Regions from separate parts of the Triticum aestivum genome. Here region 1 is linked to region 2. A link is a contact called in public Hi-C data. All regions are on one chromosome and are shown on one strand. The core of a region is the stretch at or near the end of the contact, and the rest is flanking DNA. Distances in the headings are between cores, read along the strand shown.

Region 1 (5,927 bases), core at 1,664-4,163, 530 kb before region 2:
CTCTTATTGCTTCACAAGACACAAAGCTGGCTTCCGTGGCTGCTTCTTATTCCCACGCCTCATCATAACCGAGCCTGAACATCGCGTCCCATAAGAAGCGGAATTCCCGTCTAATACGAGCGGTCACTTTGGCGACGCCATGCATCCACCAGGCCGCCATGATCACGCAGACAAGGGCTGCGTGGGGGCTCCTATGGCGGAGGTAGAGCGCCGCGAGCACGAACGCGGTAGCCAGCACCATGAACAGTGTGAAGTATTTGCCGAGAGCCTCGAATTCCTTGTCTCTCTTCTTGTACCTGGCCACCTCCCTCCGATGCTTCGAGCTCTGCTGCCTTCTCTTCTGCTCGGTCGCCGCGCCCGCCGCTGACCACGTCCAGGCCATAGAGCACACTTCTTCCTGCAGCTGCCGGTTTCGCCGCCATGGCGGTGCTCGAGCGAGGTTTCGTTCTTGGTATCCTTTGGCAGGGGTCTGTCCTGTGATGGTTCATGGCGGCTATGGCCTATGGGACGCTTATATTGGGGCGATCGTGTTGGGAGCTCCTAGTCGGCGCTGCGAGCGCCGGTTAGCGCTAACAGCGCTCGTAGAGGGAGCTAGCGGGCCGGCCCAATCGAGGAGTATAACGATGCAAAAACTAGGATTTGAACCCATCACCTAACGTATAGCAACGTGATGCCCTAACCACCAGACCGAGATGCTAAACATGTCAACTACCAGAAACGAGGTACATTTAACCCTTCCTCTACAGATATATTATAGACCTAGAGTTAATTATTTAAAAAGTAAATTCACAAAAAAACCACAAAATCTGAAAATAGGTTCATGAAAAATGGAAAAAGATCATCAATTTCGGAGGAAACCTTCAACCATTTTGAAAAAAGTTCACAAATTTGAAAAATAGTTCACTGTTTTCGAAGAGAAGTTCCTCGAATTAGAAAAAAGTTCATCAAATTTCAAAAAAAGTTCATCGATTTTCAAAAGTTCATCAAATTTTTAAAAAGTTCATGGGTTTCAAAAAAAGTTCATAGATTCCGAAAAAAGTTCATCAAATTTGGAAAAAGTTCATATAACTTTACAAAAATGTTCATTGAATTTCAAAGAAAGTTCATCAAATTTGAAAAAAGTTCATCGAATTTCAAAAAAGTTCATCTAAATTGAAAAAGTTCACTAAATTTGAAAAAAGCTCGTCAAATTTCAAAAAATCGTCGGTTAAAAAAAAAGATTCGGAAAAAGTACATTGATTTGCAAAAAAGTTCACGAATTTAAAGAAAAAGTTCACTGATTTTAAAAAAGCGCACAATAAAAAAACAAAAAAGTTGAGAAAAAAAAGAAAAAGGAATAAACCAAAGTGAAGAACGAATAAAAAGAAGAAAACAAACTAACCATACACCAGTGAGTGGATGGCATGGTGGCTAGAATTGAGCGCTCCCAACGAATGGGTTGCGTGTTCGAACCCCCGTGCCAGCACTTTTCTTAACGTTTTCGAAACACAAGAAGGAGAAAGATAGAATGGGCCGGCCCATCTTGGACTGCTGTAGGCGCCCGTTAGCAAATTGCACTGTAACGGGCGCCTGGGCAATCCCTATTTGATGCGCGCGTGCGTCAAACTGGTGTGCTTTCGCTGAAGAGCCTAAGCCACCACCGCGAAACGGGCCGGCCCACTAGTGTTCCCTCAACCAGTCTTTTTTCTGTTTTTTTTCTTTTAGCGAGTTTCCGGCTTTCCCTATTTTCTTTTTTACTTGTTTTCCTTTCCATTTTGTTTTCTATTTCTATTTCTATTGTTTTGTAATTTTCTTTCGTTATATCCTTTTTCGTTTTTATTTGTGTACTTTGTTTTCAAGAAAATGTTTTTGAAACGCCAAGTTTTGTTCATGATTTTGAAAATTGTTCACGGTTTTCAAATTTTATTCATGTTTTAAAAAACTGTTCACATTTCAAAATTGTTCAGCTTATATCATAAAAATATTCAACGTGTATTGAAATATTGTTCAATGTTTATCACAAAAATGTTCAATGTGTAGTTAAAAGTTGTTCAGTGTACATTACAAAAATGTTCAATGTATATTTAAAATTTGTTCTGCGTATATCACATAAAATGTTCAATGTGTATTTAATATTGTTCAGCATATTTCACAAAAAAATTAATGTGTATTTAAAATTTGTTCACTATACATTACAAATATGTTCAAATTACATTTAAAAATGTTCAATGGTCGAAATTTCGATTTTTTTTATCTAGCCCTACATTACTTCTTAAATGTTCACGCGGCCAAGTAATCACTTAAACTCAGTGGCGTGAGTGGCAAAGAACAGTTGCTTACGAGAGTGGGGTCTCGAGTTCGATTCCTCGATGGATCTTTTTGTGGGATTTTTAGTAGCGACTGTGCGTAACGCGATCAGTGGGCTGGCCCATTAAGAAAGTCCCCTGCGCGAAAGCTCGTCTGTTTGACGCACGCAGGCGTCGAACGGGAGCTCTCGAACGCCTGCAGCGCCAAATAGAAAATGCCAATCGTGTTCCTGTTGAACTCGAACAGAGCTGGAAGTTTCCATATATCCAGCCCAGCCCGTTCAACGCCTGGGCAGGTGAGGCCCACGCAAGTATCACCTTCCGCCTCGGCCCCCGGATGGGCCGGCCCGTTCAGACCGGACAGCGCAGATCCGGTCCGTTTTCAGTCAGATCTCCATTACCACCAACCACGGAAACTGCAGCGGCAACGTGCGCCGGCCGGAGGTGGGTGGCCTCCCGTCCCGTCCCCGCGTGCATGCAGACTTGCAGAGTACCGGCCCGCCCGATGCGGCGCGCGACATCCTCGAGGTCGAGGGACGCAGTGGCGCAGAGAGCACGCTGCCGTGTCGCACCGTGCGTGCGTGCGTGCGAGCTAGCTGTGCCACGGGCTGTCGGGCACGGCCACCGCCCAGCGAGCCGCGTCCGCTCCTTCCTCTCTGGTCCGGGACGCGGGCCCGGGGAGAGCTGCTGCGGGCCACGTCGACCCCACGAGACGGCGCGTCGGGGCAGGGGCCACACCACGCGCCGGGTTATTCTGCACGTCGATTATTGCATGCATGCGTCCTTTCCTCGCTCCCGTCCCGGCCATGTGACGCGAGCGGACAGGGACCCGGCGATCTACGCGCTCCGCGGATCCGGCCACCGCCGCGCCGCCACCCGTCTGGCTGGCTGGCTGTCTCTCTCGGTCTCTCCCCATCACCGCCGTGATGTCACGACGTGAAAAGATCCCGCGATTAATTCTGTAGCAAAGACGGGAGAGACGCAAGAAAATTCGAAGTAGCTTCCACGCTAAAACTAGAGTAAATTGCACAGAAGTGCCACAATTGAGGCATTGGAAGCAGATTGGTACCAAGATTGGTAATTTTTACATGTCAGTACCAAGATTGAGGCGAGCCGTTGCAAAAAAGACTAAAAGTGTGTTTTATACGTATTGACAGAAAAGCTGACCGGTTGGGCCTGCCCGTCAGGCGACACGCTGGCCAGTGCGCGCGTGCCCGCGCGCTGACTGGGCGCTGACTGGGACGAGGCCGGCTCGCACCGTTTAGGTCTCGCTGGTGCGACCGAGCCAGACCCCGACCCCGCTCTGCCCTCTTCCTTCTCCTCCTCGCCGGCGGCTGCCTCCCCGCCCGCCCCGCCGCCCGCCACACCACGCCACCGTAGTCATGGATCGAACTGCTTAGGCGCTGTCACCTCCCCCACGGCTGCTCGTCCTCGCGCCCTCCTCTCCCCCGCGGCTGCTGTGCCCTAGGCGACGATGGCCTCGGCTACTCCGGCAGGCGCCGATGGCCGGGGCGATGCGAGCGGCGGCGACCTCCCCCGCTTAGGCCTCGATGGGAGTGGCTGCTACTCCAGCTCGGAGTACAGTAGCGAGGACGAAGATTTTGCGGAGCCGGCGTTGTCGATGGAGCAGAGGCTGAAGATGGCGCGAATTTGGGTGGCCAACCCTAGCACCGCCCATCAGTGGACTCATGGCATCGGTGGTGTTCTGTAAGTGTTCCATTGTTCCATCTTTGCAAACTGAAATTGGGGATTAGGGTTAGGGTTTACTGCCTGGTTTACTGTCTGCATGTTTAGCACTCTAATTGCTAGTTCCTAAGTAGAGCAGAGAAGTATAGTGGATTACATGAGTCCTAACTAGAGCAGAGCAGAGCAGCATTAGTGGATTACATTGTTATTTCTTAGTCCAAATTGTCAGAGCAGCATTAGGTGTTACCTAGTTAGAGCAGAGCAGAGCAGAGAAGCATAGTGGATTAAATCATTCCTAACTAGAGCAGAGCACCATTAGTTAACTTAAACAAAGCTTTGTTTATATGTTAACTTAAAAAATTCCTAACTAGAGCAGAGTCCAAATTATATGTTAACTTAAACAAAGCTTTGTTTATATGTTAGCCTATCTGTTAAGTAAAATTGTTTATTAACCATTTTTTCTGTTATTTCATTTTGCAGTTTGTATGATGACATTTTGGATGTTAGGTTCTATTTTGATGCTTCAGAAATGTTTGAGCTGAAGCTCTGCAGTTCAGATGTAACATATCTGAATATGATTGCAGTGATGGAAACCCAAGGATTTAGTGAATATGATCTGCTGTTTCACATTGAGAATCCACAATTAGGGGAGAAAGGATTGGAGATGGTAGAGTGTAATGCTGAGTTGCAATTAGTAAAGAAGCAGGTTGAGGAGTCTAAGGTCTTAAATTTGCTAGTGAGGGCATGTCCACCTCCTTGCAGCCAGTTTGAGAGGCAAGAATTATCCACTATTGTGTATGAAGAGCCTGTGTTATATGATCTCAGTGAGCCACCCATCTATGCTGTTAATGAAGAAGGAGTTGCATTTGAAAGTCAGACTAGCAGCTGCAGTGTAGCTCATGGTACTGGTGTTTGCACACAAGAGAGCAAGAATGTAAAAGGAAAACTGAAAGCTGTTATGGAAATAGAAGAAGAAGAAGAGGGATATGTTGGCAGTGGTGGTTCTGATTGTGAAGGTGAAGAGGACATTGATGTACCACCTTTTTATATGGGTGATGCTGATGACATAGAGATGGCTGAGGGAAAGAAACAGAAAGAGTATGATGAAATGGAAGAGGAAGAAACAGATGATGAAGAATCTGAGGAGGAAGAAGTTGTGCATTATGAGGGTGACACAGAGGTTGAGGAACCTTTTCAAATGGATGAAGATGACAAAGTTGTTTCACAGGATGAAGAAACTGTAATTGTACATGAAGAGAAGAAGAAGAAGAAATAGAAGCTTCCAATTAGGAGAGGGCCTACAACAAGGTCATATTCAAATGTAGTACCAGAGGAGGAACCTGATTTCAAACCTTCATCTGATGAAGAAGAGAAAGGATTGTTGAAGGAGGCTGATGATGATGGTTTTGAGCCATTGTCATTTGTGCTGCCAAAGAAAAGGAAAAGCAGGGCAAAGCAGAGGCCTCCTAGAAAATGGTACAATGAGAAAATGGATGCACCACATGAGCAATTATGTCTACACATGTGTTTCTTGGATCAACATCAATTCGGAGAGGCTTTGTTGAACCTACACATCACTCAAGAAAGAAACTTCAGATATCATAGGAACTCAGATCAAAGAATAATTGTAGAATGCAACCAAAAAAATTGCAACTTCTTTATGGTGGCAGCAGTTATAAAAGGTGAAACTACTTTTGTAATTAAGAAGATGAGAATTAAGCATACTTGCCCTACTAGTACAAAGACAACAAGGGTAAGTGCCAAGTGGCTTGCACAGAAGTATGAGTCACTGTTCAGATCTGATCTAACAACTGGCATTCAGACTTTGATTGATGCTTGCATGGAGAAGTATGGTGTGGATGTGCCCAAGTCAATGGCATATAGAGCAAAGAACATAGCTATTGATGCTGTGCTAGGAGACCACAAGAAGCAATACCCTAGGTTGGAAGACTATGC
Region 2 (5,476 bases), core at 1,920-4,419:
GAATCTGATGATACCCATCTTTCTATTGCCACATCAAGTATTGAGCGGCTAGTTTCTGGTCTTGAAGATTATGCACTCTCACATGGGAACACATGTGACAAGTGTGATGCATGTTGTATGAATAGGTAAAACTTTCACTATTCAATTTGATATGGCTGCTAGACATATTTTCACAGAGGATGCCAACATTGTTTTGCTCAAATTGCCCATACATGATCCACGATTGGCGTTCTCAAATCACCCTACTATTACCTAAACGCGTCTAGAGTAGAATTGCGCTATTTTTTGTTCATTTCCTCCTAAAAGAGCATACCTCTGTTATATTCTGTTTGTAATTATTTTAGGACTCCTTCCTTCTTTTTTCAGTTTCATAGTTAATATGTATATATGTGATATCTTGGCTTTCAGTAGCACTTATTTATCACTGGAACGCATCTTTATTTTTTTCCCTTGCACTTATATCTAGAAGGAATGATATGCTTGGAGATCTTTCATTTGCCTTCTTTTTGCATTTCGTATTTGATCTGCCTTGTTAAGCAGATCACTCAGTTTCTTCATTGTGAATTTGTGCTCATGTACATTTTTTTTCAGTGTCAGATAGAAATAGGAAAAACAATTGAGAATAGTACTGAAAATTGTCTTACAGTAACTGATTCTTAGATGTATGTGTCAAACATATTTACAGTTGAATGAATACATATTTGTACACTGGAAGTCTTCAAAACGTTGCGTTTGAACTCTATTTACTGATCTAGGCCTTGTCGCTTTCAGTTGTGTATGAGAGAAAACCATTTATGTTGACCCACAACATCCGGCACTGTACTGGATTATTACATTCGTTGCCCACACCCAAGCATGGTCACTTTCAGGCTTCTGTTATGCATGCGCTTGGCTCCTAATTCCTAACCTTGCTGTTACCTAGTCTGTAGTCATTATATTCAACCCTTGGCATACTAATGGATAGCACATGCATATTATATAATTCTGGTATGATGAATTCTTCGTATTGCTGTTCTACATATTAGACATAATCTCCAAGTTTATTCTTCCGCTTTCTGATGCTCATGTCAGAGATCGTCTGAAGGTTGGAACTGGATCTGCCAAGAACTCAGACAGAAGAAGAGATAAAGGGCTACTTGTTGAAATTGCCATAATGGTTGCGCACACTGCATCTGATTTGAGTTGTTGGATGGTTAATTGCTCATCTAGTCAGGTTTACATCAACCATTGAGCTAGAGAATCTGACTTTGTAGTTACATACTTTCATTTTACTACTCATACGCATCTCATGTTTATGGTGATATCGTGATTCAACTGAGCTCATTGCTTCTGATGGACGGTGAATGGCCTATTGCAGGTTTTGCATTTTCAAGACTTTGTACCCTGCCCCATTTCACAGTCATCCTTCAATGTGCTCATGAGTATGGATTGGCAAAGCTTCGGTTTCAAGTTAAAAGGAGGTTTCATGGATGACGAAGGAAATGCTGTGCTTGAGTGGGATAACCTGACATTTGCTCGTGTTGATATTGCCATTCACACTTACCATGGAATATATCCAGCTCCTGTTTTGTGCATACTTTCATTTTCTATTGGTCGTTTGGGCGTGGATGTTCAACATGGGTTTTCCCCAATTGTTTTTATCTAGTTATCCTTGACTTGCTTTAGCTACAGTACAAGAATGGCAGAGATCTGAACCAGATAAATATGTTGTGAGGAAGGCACTTAAGCTTGCATTGCATAACCTGAAAGCAGATCATGCAGGAGAGTTTATCAGTTGTCATGGAAAGAAGGTATGTGTTACATGTTTTCTGCTAACTAACATAATTGTGAAGACTTTCATTTCTCATGTACCTTCAGTCTGTTATAATTTTTCAACTGAAGAAATATTATTGTTAGTTGGAAGAGAGCATTGTCTAAGGTGCAAATTGTCTAAACATGCTATACTGTCATCAGATATCTAAGGTGCAAATTGTCTTAAACCTGTGCAAATAACAATGCAAACCAACCTCGTAGTCTTTCAGAGGAGCAAACTGATCTTATGGTTACAGTTTTTAACAGAAACAAAAAAAAAACCTTAGTAAGCATTATATATTCAAATATTACATGGTCTGGAAAATATGCAGCACCATAAGCTCTGCTTCTCCAACATGCTTCATTGCAATTGTTCAGCTCCACTGCTACAGCACCACATAACCTCAGCGGTGCAATTTTCCACGCAAAAGAATAGTATTAAGCGGGCCTTGTAGGTAGAACGGTATTGTTCCTAACTTTATTGTGAATTGACTTCCCTTTCCATGAAAATAAGCGTAAACACCAGTCTGGTTCATGTTGATAATGAGCTCTGTAAAATAGAACCACGTTCGACAACTTCCAAGCATGTCCTTGGCTACTCTTGCTTAGTAGGTATTCTTCCAAGTACTGTTCACTAACCACTACCGTTTGCTGCACCTTGCTGCCTGAACTGACAACAAGCATTGCGGTAACACGCTGTTCATGCCATTTCCAGATTCTTGAATACGTCCCCGACCTCGCTCAGTCGATCGCTGGCCTGATCTCGTCGTCCAATGACCGAGAGTTCCGAGATGAATGCGCCGCGCTCCTCGGGCTGGGCTCCGGTCAAGACATCTCGGAAGGGGCGGTCAGGTCCTGCATCGGCGACAAGATGGCCCGCATCATAGAGATGGGCGACGGCAAGGAGAAGGCCGAGGACAGCGCGCCGCCGTACCTGTTCGAGTGCGAGAAGCTGGATGAAGACAGCCCGCTGCTCGACGAAGAGGATGGAGACGAGGACATGATTTTTGATTTCTAGCATCGTAGTCAAGTAGGAGTATGATACGACAGTCTTTGCTAGATAAGTTTATATAGGCCCGGCTGACAAGTGTTTTTGCTTCCTTCTCCCGTATGCAAAATGTATAAACATCACATATATGTATGCCGTAGATGTTACCATATTTTGTATGAATTTGGTTAAATTCAAACAGATTTGACCTAGATCCAAGCTGAAATTTGGTTCAAATTTCCCATTGTTTTAGATGGAACACGGGAATCTTCCCAGAAATTCCACGGAGATTCCCCCGTGGGAGGGCAGCAGGTGGACGGATGCGTGTGAGTGTGCCCGAGCCGAACCCGCGTTTCGCTTTACACCATGTGAAGGCTCCGCTCGCGCACCGCTTGACCGGTCCTCCTCGCACACCCACGCACGGAACCTAGCCATCAGCCCACCTCCCCACCCCACCGACCGGCTCGCTCCCATCCCCCAGAAATCCCCAACCCGAGCGGCGAGCGACGACCATGGAGCCCGTCGGCGGCGGCGGGGGCGCGTCCTCGGCGGCGGAGCGGTACCGCGCGGAGGCGGCGCGGGCGTTCCAGCACTACCTGGACCGGGCGGCGCCGCACACGGCGGGGCGGTGGGCGGGCACGCTGCTGGCCGCCGCCGTCTACGCGCTGCGGGTCTACTACGTCCAGGGCTTCTACGTCGTCTCCTACGGCCTCGGCATCTACCTCCTCAACCTCCTCATCGGCTTCCTCTCCCCCATGGTCGACCCGGAGCTGGAGGCGCTCGACCAGGCCGGCCCCGCGCTCCCCACCCGCGGCAACGACGAGTTCAAGCCCTTCATCCGCCGCCTCCCCGAGTTCAAGTTCTGGTATATCCATCTCTTCTCGTCTCCAGTCCCCTTTGATTTGATTGCGTGAAATTGATGCTAAATTCGAGATCAGATGCAATACCCTTCTCGAGACCCAGATTTGATCGAACAGCTCGCTTTTTTTTTTCCGGCAGTTTCGCAAGATTCGCCTGCCAGCAAGTGGGCTCACCAACAACCCATTTGTAAATGGGTGGATAGCTGGAACATTTATACAGCCTTGCTAATTCATGTGCCTTGCCAGCTCCTACGTTAGATGTGATACACCCATTTTGTTGACCTGCTTGAGGGTTTTCCTTTCATAGTCGGAGCCACTTGCTGACAAAGTTTTCTAGTGCAATTGCTTAGGATTGCATAGTCTGGGATTCTCTAGGTGAACTCTTGCATTTGTGTGCAATTGGAGTTTTGTAGTGCTCCGACTTTAAGAGGTTGCGTATTCTGGAAAGGATATGCTGCATTTTTCTAGGCCATTCCATCTTGCTAACTGCTCTTACTTCCCTATGAAGAGCTGTTAGCTTTCCATTTTGTAGAAGAACTCCTTGTTAAGCCATTTGGTGTTCTGTCGGTGGTAGTCTCGGTGTTGTATGCATGGTTCAGAAGTTCAGATGGGATTCTACAATCAATATCTTTCCAGTTTGCAAGTAGTATATGTTAACTGCCTCTGCCGCATTGCTTTTCAAGTCATTGTGGTGTTCTTTTAGTGGTATTTAGTCTGCTGTTATATGGTAACATTTTTCTATGGAACAACTATTGTGTAGTGAATTGTACTCCCTCCGTCCTAAAATTCTTGTCTTAGATTTGTCTAAATACAGATGTATCAAGTCACGTTTTAGTATTAGATACATCCATATCTAAACAAATTTAAGACAAGAATTTTGGGACGGAGGGAGTAGATCAGATGGCATGGAGTAGGCACTAGTTTGAAAAGATTTTGTTTTCCGGTGCCTATGGGTTCTTGGCCTTTGTTTGTCTGTAATGTTGTGCGCAGTGCAAATGTAGAAAACCCACACTAACCTACTGCTGCTATTCTCAGGTATGCCATCACAAAAGCCTTCTGTGTTGCTTTTGTCATGACATTCTTCTCCGTATTTGATGTTCCTGTCTTCTGGCCAATACTACTCTGCTATTGGATTGTGCTCTTTGTCCTGACAATGAAGCGCCAGATTTTACATATGGTCAAATACAAGTATGTCCCATTCAGCATGGGGAAGCAGGTGAGAATTTGCTGCTGGTTGGAAGTTACTTAGTTTTTTCAGCTGCTTTAAACTTAAGTAGATCGTGCTTTCTGCAAGATCTCTGCAAAATCAGTGCAAAATTCTTTCCATGCCCCATTAGTCATTACAGGTTTAATGCCGATTGATCGTTGATGCACAGTTGCATGTCACTTGTACTACTTGGTGCCATGAGCCCGTGAGGCAATCAGAATTGAACCCTGTGAATGCTTCCTGATTGAACTTTCCTACTTTGGTCTGGAGTAAACTATATCTGTTTAGGAGCTCAGGAGCTAGCATGTCATTATTGGTCCACGTCCACCATGGATTAGCAAGCTTTTTAACATCATACCAGAATATTCTCCCTAGGATCTGCACTTCAAAAGTTAGCGAATTTACGATATTTTGGCTTACATTCTTCGCTTGCAATTTCCAATGCAGAAGTATGGAGGAAAGAAAGGCCCCTCAACCAGCGGATCCAAAGATTGAGGCGCGGATGCCAAATCCCTGTGTCGCTCTTCTGTGAGCCAAAGATTGAGGTTTTATTAGTACAACCTACTGACAGTGAATGTACAAACTAGTAACTCTTTCATTGGTTGGTGATACCTTGTTCTGCGTAGTAGA

The links. A called contact is a pair of places that touch in the nucleus more often than the background predicts.
Region 1: a Hi-C map of leaf shows a contact between it and region 2, with 3 times the contacts expected there. The contact joins the enhancer-like site here to the promoter of LOC123156565 in region 2. A contact is called at or near these places in 2 of 5 Hi-C or Micro-C datasets (both in leaf).

The regions. Positions count from the first base shown.
Region 1 is chr7B:558,808,752-558,814,678 of IWGSC CS RefSeq v2.1, reverse strand. No RefSeq gene overlaps it. Among protein-coding and RNA genes, the nearest start is that of LOC123157288, 3.7 kb to the left of the region's middle. Within about 2 kb of position 2,913, at least 7 of the 8 cell types and tissues checked have an H3K27ac peak or open chromatin away from gene starts, as enhancers often do. A contact at or near this core is called in leaf, where this site is marked.
Region 2 is chr7B:558,282,941-558,288,416 of IWGSC CS RefSeq v2.1, reverse strand. LOC123156565 (protein RER1A) reads left to right here and starts at 3,169. Exons shown (of 3, transcript XM_044574724.1): 1 at 3,169-3,644; 2 at 4,675-4,855; 3 at 5,294-5,476. The coding sequence starts at 3,292. The coding sequence ends at 5,341. LOC123156564 (type 2 DNA topoisomerase 6 subunit B-like) reads left to right here. Exons shown (of 12, transcript XM_044574723.1): 8 at 1-125; 9 at 1,072-1,213; 10 at 1,358-1,551; 11 at 1,670-1,790; 12 at 2,507-3,016. The coding sequence ends at 2,809.